Regions from separate parts of the Zea mays genome. Here regions 1, 2 and 4 are each linked to region 3. The links are chromatin contacts, called in public Hi-C maps. All regions are on one chromosome and are shown on one strand. The core of a region is the stretch at or near the end of the contact, and the rest is flanking DNA. Distances in the headings are between cores, read along the strand shown. Region 1 holds the start of LOC103634603 (NAC transcription factor NAM-2). Region 2 has its middle 31 kb from the start of LOC103634603. Region 3 holds the start of LOC100273928. Region 4 has its middle 30 kb from the start of LOC103634605.

The links. A called contact is a pair of places that touch in the nucleus more often than the background predicts.
Region 1: a Hi-C map of leaf shows a contact between it and region 3, with 6 times the contacts expected there. The contact joins the promoter of LOC103634603 here to the promoter of LOC100273928 in region 3. A contact is called at or near these places in 10 of 25 Hi-C or Micro-C datasets (bundle sheath, ear, leaf and 1 more) and 1 of 3 datasets of contacts at active chromatin or transcription factors (leaf).
Region 2: a Hi-C map of endosperm shows a contact between it and region 3, with 2.3 times the contacts expected there. The contact joins the enhancer-like site here to the promoter of LOC100273928 in region 3. A contact is called at or near these places in 4 of 25 Hi-C or Micro-C datasets (bundle sheath, ear, endosperm and 1 more).
Region 4: a contact with region 3 is called in a Hi-C map of ear, with 1.5 times the contacts expected there. The contact joins the enhancer-like site here to the promoter of LOC100273928 in region 3. A contact is called at or near these places in 3 of 25 Hi-C or Micro-C datasets (bundle sheath, ear and tassel).

The regions. Positions count from the first base shown.
Region 1 is chr1:53,709,911-53,712,610 of Zm-B73-REFERENCE-NAM-5.0, forward strand. It overlaps LOC103634603 (NAC transcription factor NAM-2), which reads right to left and starts at 1,366. Exons shown (of 3, transcript XM_008657016.4): 1 at 813-1,366; 2 at 373-680. The coding sequence starts at 978.
Region 2 is chr1:53,740,580-53,743,304 of Zm-B73-REFERENCE-NAM-5.0, forward strand. No RefSeq gene overlaps it. Among protein-coding and RNA genes, the nearest start is that of LOC103634603, 31 kb to the left of the region's middle. Within about 2 kb of position 1,457, at least 16 of the 20 cell types and tissues checked have an H3K27ac peak or open chromatin away from gene starts, as enhancers often do. A contact at or near this core is called in bundle sheath, ear, endosperm and 1 more, where this site is marked.
Region 3 is chr1:53,895,878-53,898,577 of Zm-B73-REFERENCE-NAM-5.0, forward strand. LOC100273928 reads left to right here and starts at 1,291. Exons shown (of 31, transcript NM_001360497.1): 1 at 1,291-1,858; 2 at 1,947-2,053. The coding sequence starts at 1,961.
Region 4 is chr1:53,761,491-53,764,225 of Zm-B73-REFERENCE-NAM-5.0, forward strand. No RefSeq gene overlaps it. Among protein-coding and RNA genes, the nearest start is that of LOC103634605, 30 kb to the right of the region's middle. Within about 2 kb of position 1,486, at least 19 of the 20 cell types and tissues checked have an H3K27ac peak or open chromatin away from gene starts, as enhancers often do. A contact at or near this core is called in bundle sheath, ear and tassel, where this site is marked.

The DNA of each region.
Region 1 (2,700 bases), core at 116-2,615, 190 kb before region 3:
CTTTATTAAAGAAAGAACGCCGCGCCACCACACACTAAAGCGGCCCTTGCGTCTACTGGCAAGCCACAAAACCGATGCGATAAAGAAAACCGACGTACGTGCCGCGAACCCGCATCGTCACAAAACATCGCCAAAAAAGATAAACAGATCAGGGTGCAAGTGCAACTAGGGGGGTGCATCGATCGGTGATTATTGCATGCATGCGCAAGCGGTGCAACTAGCTGCACCATGATACCGACATATGCAAGAGATAGAACTAGCTTCTAGATGTCATTTTTGTTCTTTGAATCTAACTCGGTTTTTCTTGGATTATTGTATGGCAAGAGGGGGTATGGTTTAAATCAGATGAGTGATTAACAACGTACGACGTACCCTCATGGAGGCGTTGCGGAACTTCATGGGGCGGTAGGCGTGCGCTGCCTGCGCGTCGGCGGCGAGGCGGTACTCGTGCATGATCCAGTTGGTCTTGGTGCCCTTGGGCGGCCGGCCCTCGTAGAAGACGAGCGCCTTCTTGACGCCGACGCTCTCGCCGGCGGTGGTGCTGCTGTGGATGGGCTTGTCGGTCCCGGTGGCCTTCCAGTAGCCGGACCCCGCCGCGCGGTTCGGCCGGATCCCGTTCGGGTACTTGCGGTCGCGGGGGCTGAAGAAGTACCACTCCTTGTCCCCGTACGCAGCCCTGGCTGCAATGATAATACAGTACACATCAATTAATAATTAGGGCAAAATCTATCGGTGTTAAAAAAGAGAGTTTCCCTGCAGATCGATCGATGCGAGTGCAGGCGCGCGCGCGCACGGCGGGTAGTACTACTAACATGGCAGGTCCCATGGATCGAACTTGTAGATGTCGACGTCGGCGATGATGGCGACCGGGCACGGCGCGTTGGCGGCGCGGTTGCGGAGGTAGTGGAGGATCAGCTCCTCGTCCGTCGGGTGGAAACGGAACCCCGGCGGCAGCATGTCCGGGTTCGCCATGACCATTGGCCTGCTCGCCCGACTGACCGACGCTAGCTAGTATGAGAGAGCTGAGCCTGCGAGGAACTAGCTACAAAACCCTACCTAGCTGCAAAGCCTTGGCTACTAATCCACCTCCACCAACGAGTCTGCTGCTGCGCCACGAGCTTGGGGAGACTAAACTAGCCCAAGCTCAGCTCGCACCCTGGATCGGAGCCGGAGGGAGCGAGAGGTAGTTTAGCCAGGAGAAACGGAGGGAATGGAATTTTTGGGGACGGGAGGGGAAGGTCTGCTTATAAGCACGAGGATGCTTGTCCGCTTGCGTGCGTGACGTCCGCTCCGTCCAGCTGATGGAGGCCCCCCCACCCCCGGCCCCCGCCCCGGGCGGAGGTGGCCGATCGATCGAGAGGCGGACGAACGAACGGCCTGTTGTGGCTATCGTTAGATCGATCGATCGCTCGCTCTCCCCGCGCAAGCACACGTCCGCCGTGATGGCACCGGGAATTGGTGGGCTGGGGGCCCCGTGACGGGTGCCGCTGGAACTCGGCCGCGCCGGCACGTGTTGGCGTTGGCGCCCCGGCGGCTGATGCTTTGATGCTTCCAGTTCCGCGTGCGACTGGCCGATTGGGTCCGGGGGCGGGGCCGATGGTTGCTTTGCTTCGTTGGCAAATCCTATCGGTAGGAATAGCTCTCCCTCGGCCGGTCTCTCCGAGACTCCCACGTCCCATGCATGCTAAGTGACTTTGGTTTATCTTTTTTTTATCTCACAATCTTTTTTTCTTGGGATTACTTGTGGAGAAAGACGAAGGATTCATGTTGTTTAGGATCTAACAAGTGTCTGATTCTTTCCATCGCGACGACTCGATTGATTATGTGTTCATGTTGATTTTGGATGATTTTCGTCAAAGTGATTTCCCATAGAAACAGGCTAAAAAGGTAATGCTCCGTTTGGATGTCGATATTGGAGAGGATATAATTGAATTGAATATCAAATCAGTCATGATATTCAATTGAGATATAATTCTAATTCTATTATTTCTAGTAATAGTCCAATTCTTGGGAATTGAGCCTCTAATTCTAAATCTCAAGTTTAAGTGCAAGCAAACAACATAATTTAGGAAAAATGATTCCAATTTCCAATTCAATGCTCTGATATCTACATCCAAACGGGTGTAAGCATTTAGTAGTCCACGACAGCTTCTGCGTGGCTAGAATCAACAAAAAAAGTTAAAACAAACACGGTCTGAGGGGGCTTAACGAAATTCGAAATATACAACGGGGCATGACCCTGGAATCTTACTCATGTAAGAATTGTTTATGGCAAATGGAGGAGACGCTTTATCATTTGTTCCTCAGATGCAATTTTGCAAAAGCCTGCTGGAATTCAATTGGAATAACCCCCCAGAATTTCTAATCTAGAGGAGGCCTCAGCAAACCTTAAACACCAACTTAACGTCCCTTTCTATATGGAGATTATCATTCTCATGACTTGGAGCATCTGGAAAAGCCGAAATGAATGGCTATTTACAAATAAAGATCCTTCGGTTCATCACTGTACGCTGAAAGCATCTAGGCCCCTGGTTGGTTTTAGTGATTAATGACAACGTAATATTATATGTGACTAACGTGTGTTTTGCAGAGACAAATGGTAAGTTAGGTCGCATGACAGGTAGAAGTACTACAACGGTGAAAACAATCCCGGAGATAAGAACTCGAAGCGACGGCTAAAACGACGAAACAAAAGGCAAA
Region 2 (2,725 bases), core at 207-2,706, 160 kb before region 3:
AAATCGAGATAGAATGGGCTAGAGCCTAGAGGGGGCAAACCGGCAAAGATCCACTATCGCTGAAACGATCCTCTCCCTTCCATAAACACAGCGACCAGACCACGGCTGCAGTTTCGACATGACTTGATGGAATTGATCAGTGTTATCTTGACTCTCAGCTTGGGAACACTCCGGTTAATTAGTCTCCGAGAGAATCTTGAACCGTATGCTTAAAAGATACCGCTGTTACAGCGCGCTGTTGAACTATATATCAGTATATGCATCATTTTACAAAGGAGGGCCTTGTGCCAAGTTCGACCGCAGGTACCAGAAGTTTTACCTGAGCTCCCCGCATCTTCTTCAGCCAACCTCCCATCGGCCTTTTATTTTTCTTTTCTAAAGGTTAGCACTGGAAAGCGTAGCTTCAACCCAAGCCTCATCTAGCCCACAACGGATAGGGGACTTTTATTTATCTTTAGGACGACTAGTTTGTGAGCCACAAAACCGAAAAAGAATGGAATAGCTAAAATCATCTCTTTATTCAAAAATGAATAAGTGTTTTTTATATGTATGAGTGTCTATTTTAATTTTTTTACCGTGGTTCAAAATAAAGGATTGGTTTGGAAATTTAAATCTTCTTCAGAATAGAAAGAGGGCCGAGGAGAAAATTTCCTTCCCCCTCAACCCCTTACAATTTCGAAGGAGATTTTAAGTTTCAAACTATAGCTCTATGGTCTAGTTTTGGTCTAGTTTGAAAAACTTAAATCTACTTAGATATTAGATATTTGAGGTGGAAATGAACTAATTTCTCTCTTAAATTCTTTAGAAGATTTATGTTTTCAAACTAGCATAAGTATAAATTTCCGCGCAATTTAAATATATGTGTCGAGGAACAGAGGAAGTCGTGTCGAAGGGACTGGGGCTAGGCCTTAGAGGATGATGAGGTACTGTTTTCTGGCGCTAAAGTTTAATATCTATCACATTAGATGTTTGGATACTAGTTAGAAGTATTAAGTATAGTCTAATTACAAAATTAATACACAGATGAGAACTAAACAATAGGATGAACGTATTACACCTAATCATTACATGATACGCTCATGTGATGGTACAATAAACTTTTACTAACCATGAACTAATTAGGCTTAAAAATTTTGTATCGTCTTTTAAGTCTTTAATTATGTAATTAGTTTTGTAATTAAACAATATTTAAAATTTGTAATAATCATTCAAACGCGCTAAACTTTAGTCCCTAAATCAAACACGCCAAAGAAGGCTGCGAACAAAGAAACGCATTGGCTGTAGTTTGCTGGAGGAGTGAAAACTGTAAAGCGAGCAGCACGAAGTCCGCCCGTGATTATCCGAAGCTCCACCACCCAGCTGTATTCCCCACGTGCGCGAATACCATATGAGGACCGGCCGGTCGTGACGGCATATCCGACGGGATCGGACAGTCCCCGCGGCGTACGGCTTCACGTCTCTCTTGGGATCGAGTCAGAAGAGGACCGTGTGTGTAGGTGAGGTGAGGTCAGGTCCATGCAATACAACGGGGTGGTGTGGGAGAGCATGACGTCACATGCGAGAAGAATTCAATGAACTGGGGTAAGCACGCGACCACGGTGTGAGACTTTCGGTTGGAAATAGGGTCGGAAGTTCGGAACGTGCGCACGTCGCCAAACGCGCGGTCGTCTGAACCGTTTGGTGATTTTGGGTGTCAAAACGTGCCCAACCGAAATTCATATGCATCCATAGATTTTGGTTATTGATAGATTGGTTTAGGCTCTCTTTATTTTTATTATAATCTACTCAGATTATATAATCCAACATAAATAATCTGACGGGTAAACAAACATCTACACTATAGCTACAGATTATATAATTTAATGTCTAGATTGCTATAATCTCATAATCTCATGAAGAGAAGTTTATTTAGGATTATTTTTAAGTAAAAGACTCATTAACCATGATTATGTTCACAAAATTACAAAAGAACCATCGTTCTCTTTCCTCTGAAGCGAACTTACGGGCATCTCTCCTTCCCCCACAGTGTGGTGCTCTTATCTCCCTTTCCTGGCTCTAATAATCTACATTCGTATAATCAATCAAACAACTACATGTAGATTATAATCTAGATTATATAATCTAGAAGCTAAAACAAACAGACCCTTACTTAGGCCATGTTTGGATCCTCGCGGCTAATTGTTTGCTGGTGGCTAATAATTAGCCGACAAATAATTAGCTAGCAACAATTAGCCAGGATATGTTTAGAGTCTTGGCTAATAAGTGTCTTTTCTCTCTACACGATCTATTAGCATCTATTAATAAGGTCAAATGACTAATGAATAAACAGTTGACAACTCTATGGCTAACCAATTTATGAGCCAGACTGTTTGGAGACTAGAGTGCTAAAATTAACCAAAAACTATTTGCTACAGGGATCCAAACATGACCTTAAAAACAGTAGCACATCAATTTTTATAGCTAAGTTTATAGTAAAGTCACTAAAGACTTGTTCAATCTTATAAGAGGAAAATGCGCTCACTACTACTGTGTCATGGCACCTAACCAGAGTCACATCACTTTGCGAGAGAGACAGAGCGAGCTTCCAATACATGCGCTAGCTGCCTAGCTATTGCAGGCAGTCAAGATTTTCTGAGATAACGGTAGCAGTTTGTTTGTATGTTGATTGGATTATTATTGGAATGAATCGTTTGGAACTTTGGATCTGTAAAATTTCTGTTGACTA
Region 3 (2,700 bases), core at 41-2,540:
TATTTTATAGGAATAATTGGATATATACCATTAAAATATTGCAACTTTAGATATATATCACTGATTCTGCATGTCATTGATTCATGTGAACCCCACATTTAAGTTGGAAATCAATGGTATATATCTAAAGTTATAATTTTTTAGTGGTACCGATTCAAATTTCTCTATTTTCTATGGCCTGCTTGGTACAAGCGATATAAACTACTTATGTTCGTCATTTTTCTCTAGTTCAATGGAAATTGTTAATTCACGTTTGCCGTGTGGTTCTGACCGATGGAAATTACTTTTTTCCATAGACTTAGCATTGATCGACGAAATCATTCAATTTCTATTGGCTATCCTAAAGGTCCTCAAAAATTATTTTGGTTAACAAAAACTCTTTATTTTCCTGTATGGGGGTAAAGCCTTCGAGATCTAGAAGGATTTATATTAGGTTCTTAACACGGACCCAACATAGCTGGATCTGACTACGTCATGTCTGGTTTCACAAGTAAACTTAGGAACACAACGATAACTTACACTTTTTTAGCTTCATCGGGCCATGGAAGATCCTCCTGTACTGGGCTACCTCATTATCCTCATTACTAAGGACTATTTGAACGGACCATGTCATGATAATAACACTTAATTCATAGGAGCTGCACCAGCCTCGTCAACTAGGGCGAGTATGATTGTCTCATGACCAATATAATTCAAAAGGGGAACAGGTCAACAACAATCTTCCTTAGCTTCGAGTAACATGGTCAACACCCACAAGTCAAAGGACACAATTGCGAGAGTTATCGTACATACCCTCACGAGATTATGTCAACTTTGAGGTTCCACTCGAGACCGGAGAGTATGTCAATTTTGAGGTTCCACTTGGGACCGTCCACTAGATTTCAACCTGGCTTCTCAACATCAAGGACGTGTTGGCCGCCAAAAACATCTAGGAATGATTCAGTGCCAAATAATAAATGACTTAAGCATCATTGTATACTTTTTAAACAACATTATTTTTTATACGATCAAGATAAATCATAATCTTGTGCGGATAAATTAAAATCCTTGCAATTTGTGAGAGTGAGATTCATCTCTTGAACAGATTTTATTAAGGTCTTGTTTGGTTACTAGTTTTTTTAATTTAGACAGAAATCTAGCGCGTTTCATTAGATTCTGTACATGTGTATAAAATTCACTAAAATTTAACCTGCTTAATAGGATTTTGAAATTCTATAACTTTTATATATTTTTGGAAAATCCCTATGAACCAAACGGAGCCTAATATACTTCCCCTGGCAGTAGCGGGGCAACACTTTCTTGGCTGTCCTTCAGTCTGCTGACATTTTGACAACGAAGCACTCATGCGTGCGACAGCGAGAGCAGCCGCTGCACTGCACAGTACGAGTGCACAGCTGCACTGGCAGAAGGGCACTTCAAAAGATTTTGAAAACCTGCGGAACAAATTAATAAACGAACCAGTAGAAGCCAAACGAAATCTTTGTATTTCATACACTTAGCTTTTCCCCTCCTTTTTCAAAAAAAAAAACCCTCTCCCCCAACTCCACCTGCTTCGTTCGCTTCCCTTCATCCCCACTCCACCAAACCCTCGCGTCGCTGGGACTGGGAGCAGAGTAGAGCACAGCGGAGCAGATTAGCAGAAGGTGTCGAGTGGAAGCAAATGGCCAATGAGTGGCCGCGGTGGTGGTAGCATCCTCCTCGCCTTTTCTCCCCGTCTCCCGCGTTCTGGTTGTTGCAGCGAGCGGGAGCGGGAGGACACGTGCTACCCCCGTCGCTTCTCGGGCACGCCTCCCTCACTCGGATCTGGGCCGCGCGCGCGAGATCCTGAGCTCCGGGTTGGAGAGCTCCCGTGCTCCAGGTGTGAATTTATTCGGTCGGTTGATGCGTGTTGGTTGTGCTGAACTTGTGCTGATTCGCGCTTAACTGGTCTGTTGGTTGAATGGCAGCTCAGGTGACGTCGATGGAGCCCGCGGTGGCTACAGCGGGTGAAGGGCAGCGGTTCAAGCGGATTCCGCGGCAGGCGTGGTCGGGGAACCTCGAACTGGGTCCTCTGGTAGGGCTCGTTAGCTCCCTGCTCGTCCGTGCTTGTGGCCCGTGGTGGCTGATATGATGGTGCCGGTGTGATTTTATTGGGTTATTTGGGGATTGCTGTGCCGTTGCGTAGTCAATGTAGTGTTGAGGGAAGCCTGAGGTGTTTGAAATGTGGTAGAATGGTGTTCGGATCTCAATGTCATGCTGCTTGGTGGTTAGGGTTCAGGGGTTTCTAAATGCGTTAATGCTTTGGTGAGAGCTCAGGAGTGTAAACTGATGCCACTGACACTTAGTGGTGCAGTGCCACGAGTATCACATTGTTGAGGTCAAACCTGCATTGTGTTGCACAAGAATCTTCGAATTGCTGTGAGTCTTCAGTTGGGGTTATCCATGTTGGGTTAATAACAGCTTTAGGGCTAGTTTGGAAACTCCATTTTCCCAAGGGAAAATGAACTAATTTCTCTTGGGAAAATGAAAATCCCTTGGAAAAATGGGGTTGCGAAACTAGCCCTTATATGTTCAATACTCAAGGGTGTATTATTATTTTTGGATTGGTGCTATTCGGGCAGTATTTTCTACATATGGAAAATAAACTAATTTTCCTTAGAAAAATGGAAATCCCTTGGAAAAATGGGGTTACCAAACTAGCCCGAAAACAGAGGACTACAC
Region 4 (2,735 bases), core at 236-2,735, 130 kb before region 3:
TGTTAAATAGGGAAACTAAAATAGAGTTTTAGTTTCTATATTTAGTAATTTAGGGACTAAAATAGAATAAAATTAAAGGACTAAAAATTAGTCCTAGAAACCAAACACCCCTTAAGTCATCTCATAACAAAATCTAATTATCATCAGCCATCACAACCAATCATCGATCAGGGAGACAACAAACTAAATAATATAGTACTTGTGTTTTAAATTATAAGATATTTTGATCTTTCTGAATATATTATTTTCACCATATATTTAGATATAGTATACGTGTATCAGTAAAATTTATGTATCTAAAAAACAAAACATCAAATAATTTAGAACATAGAGTAATAAAAATTATAAACACAGAATACTCTCCAGGTCCCCGGTTCTCCTCTGACGGCCCCGTCAAGTCAAGAGAGATAAAAAAGAATAAGAATTGTTTACTCCGCATTCGGGTGAAAATGTCTATCATCCTACATCTGAATTTTGTGAATATAAAGAGTGTGGGACACAAGATTTTCACTAGAATCTTAGTTTTATTCCCGTCCGCCGATACTTATTTCCATCCATGCATGCAAAAAAAATTTACATGCAGAACCTCTATAATACGCAGGATTTTTACAGAAATATTACAAGTTATTTTACAGATAATATTTCATTCTAAAAGGAAAAACAACTATTCGCGAGCAGTAAACTTGGGGAAAAAAGAGATCGCATCGAGAGAGAGATGGACTCACGCGCTGCACGCAGGCCGCAGCACTGCTTAATCGTAGAGCACGCCACGACATGTAGTGTTTGGTTGAGGAGTCAAATAGAACGGAGCCGTTCCATTCCTGATTCTAGGAACGGAGCCGCTCTGTTCTGTGTTTGGTAATCTGGAACGGAGCGATTCTGTTTTTTGTTTGGTTGAAGAGTGAGCGGAACGAGCGTGACTGTGAGAGCGGGATTGGAACGGAGCGGCTCCGTCCCATTGATTTTTTGGAGCGGAATGGTTCCGGATCTGAGGAGAATATTCCATAATTAGAGTCATTCCGTTCTAGTTACTTTGTAACCAAACAACAACAAAACTGGGACAGAACGGTTCCGTTCTATTTGGCTCTTCAACCAAACCCCAGGCTGAGGCTGCCGCGCGAGTTCGATGCGCCCAGCTCAGCCCACTAGTATTTTGCAACGACTGTCGGCCCACATCTATGTAGCGTATGGCGTATTTGATAGGCCAAATTTACCAGCGCGACAAGCCTCCGCGCTTCGATGCTCGAGCCCCAACGGCCCCAACCGCAACCGGCGGCGGCGGCGGCGCCAGTGCCGCGCTCGCCCTTGTCGGTCAGATCCAGCGCGGTGGCGACTGGCGACAGCTCTGCTCTGCTTCTCTTCGTCGCTGATGAAATTGAAAGACCACGCATGGAGACAGATTCGGAAAGCTCCTAGTTAGCTCAGTACATGGGATCTTGGTCAGATCTTCCTCTTGGTTAATATAATGGCAGTAGAAAAGGACAGGCGACGCGTCCTCCTGGCTGACCTCACCTGGGTCTGGGTGTGCAACAAGCAGCTTTGCTGGTCCAACAGGCTAGAGCTACGATGAGGATACCAGTAGGACCTAGTACTCTCTCCATCATGCTCAACCACCCTCCGTGGTTCGCTCAGTTCATCTTGTCAACCTTACCACAAAAACTACTCCAACTGAAAGCTGGGTGTTTGGTTCTTTTACTCTCCTAAACTTTAGCGCTAAACTTAGTCTGGGGGTGTTTGGTTGCTCCTGCTAAAGTTTAGCCTGAGTCACATCAAACGTTTGACTTTTAAATAGGAGTATGAAATATAGACCCAACTAACTGGACTAGATTCGTCTCGTCTTTTAATCTTCGGCTGACAAATTAGTTTTATAATCCGACTACATTTAATACCCGGAACGGAGGTTCAAACATTCGATATGACAGGGGCTAAATTTTAGTTTGGGGTAACCAAACACCCCTAGAAATCCTATCTGGAAGTCCTATTTTAGTCACCAGGTTTGGTATTTTAAGTAATAAAAGTGATTAAACTTTAAGCCCCCCTTTGCAATACAGGAACGTAAAAACACAAGAATAGAAAAAACAAATGATTAGAGTTGGATATGAATTGCAATCCTACAGGAATTAAGAATGTAGTAAAATTTTCCATAGCCTTTGAATGATGTGCAGGAATTTGAATAGAGAGATACGAGCCATAAAAAAGTTTCCAAGAGGTTTGACCTCTTATTATTTTCCTTCAAAACTTGAACGGGAAAGCAATACATAGGAATTTTAAAGGATGTGATATGATTGAATCATGTGTTCCAAAGGCTCGCGCATGATTTTTTTTCTTCAAAGGCTGTGGAAATTTTACTACATTCTCAATTCCTGTAGTAAAATCATGTGTTTCAAAGGCTCGCGAATGTAGTAAAATCCTTCAAAAATCCTTCATATTGTCTTTGTTCCAAAGGGACCCTTAGTCACTAAGGCTTCCTTTGGAACAAGGGAAAAGTGAAGGAATTTTGAAGGATTAAAACCCTATGTAAAGTTTTTCTATGTGGTCCTTTGGAACAAAGTGTTGAGTTGCTACAAAACCTATAAAATTCCTATAGAATTAAGTATTGTAGTGAGATTCTGGAAGATTTTTAACATGAGGTTCAACCTCTTGAAAATTTTCCTATAGAATTGAAGGTGACATGCAACTTGTCGGGTACCATAATTAGGGGTATCCCCAATACTCCTAAACACGGCTGAAAAACA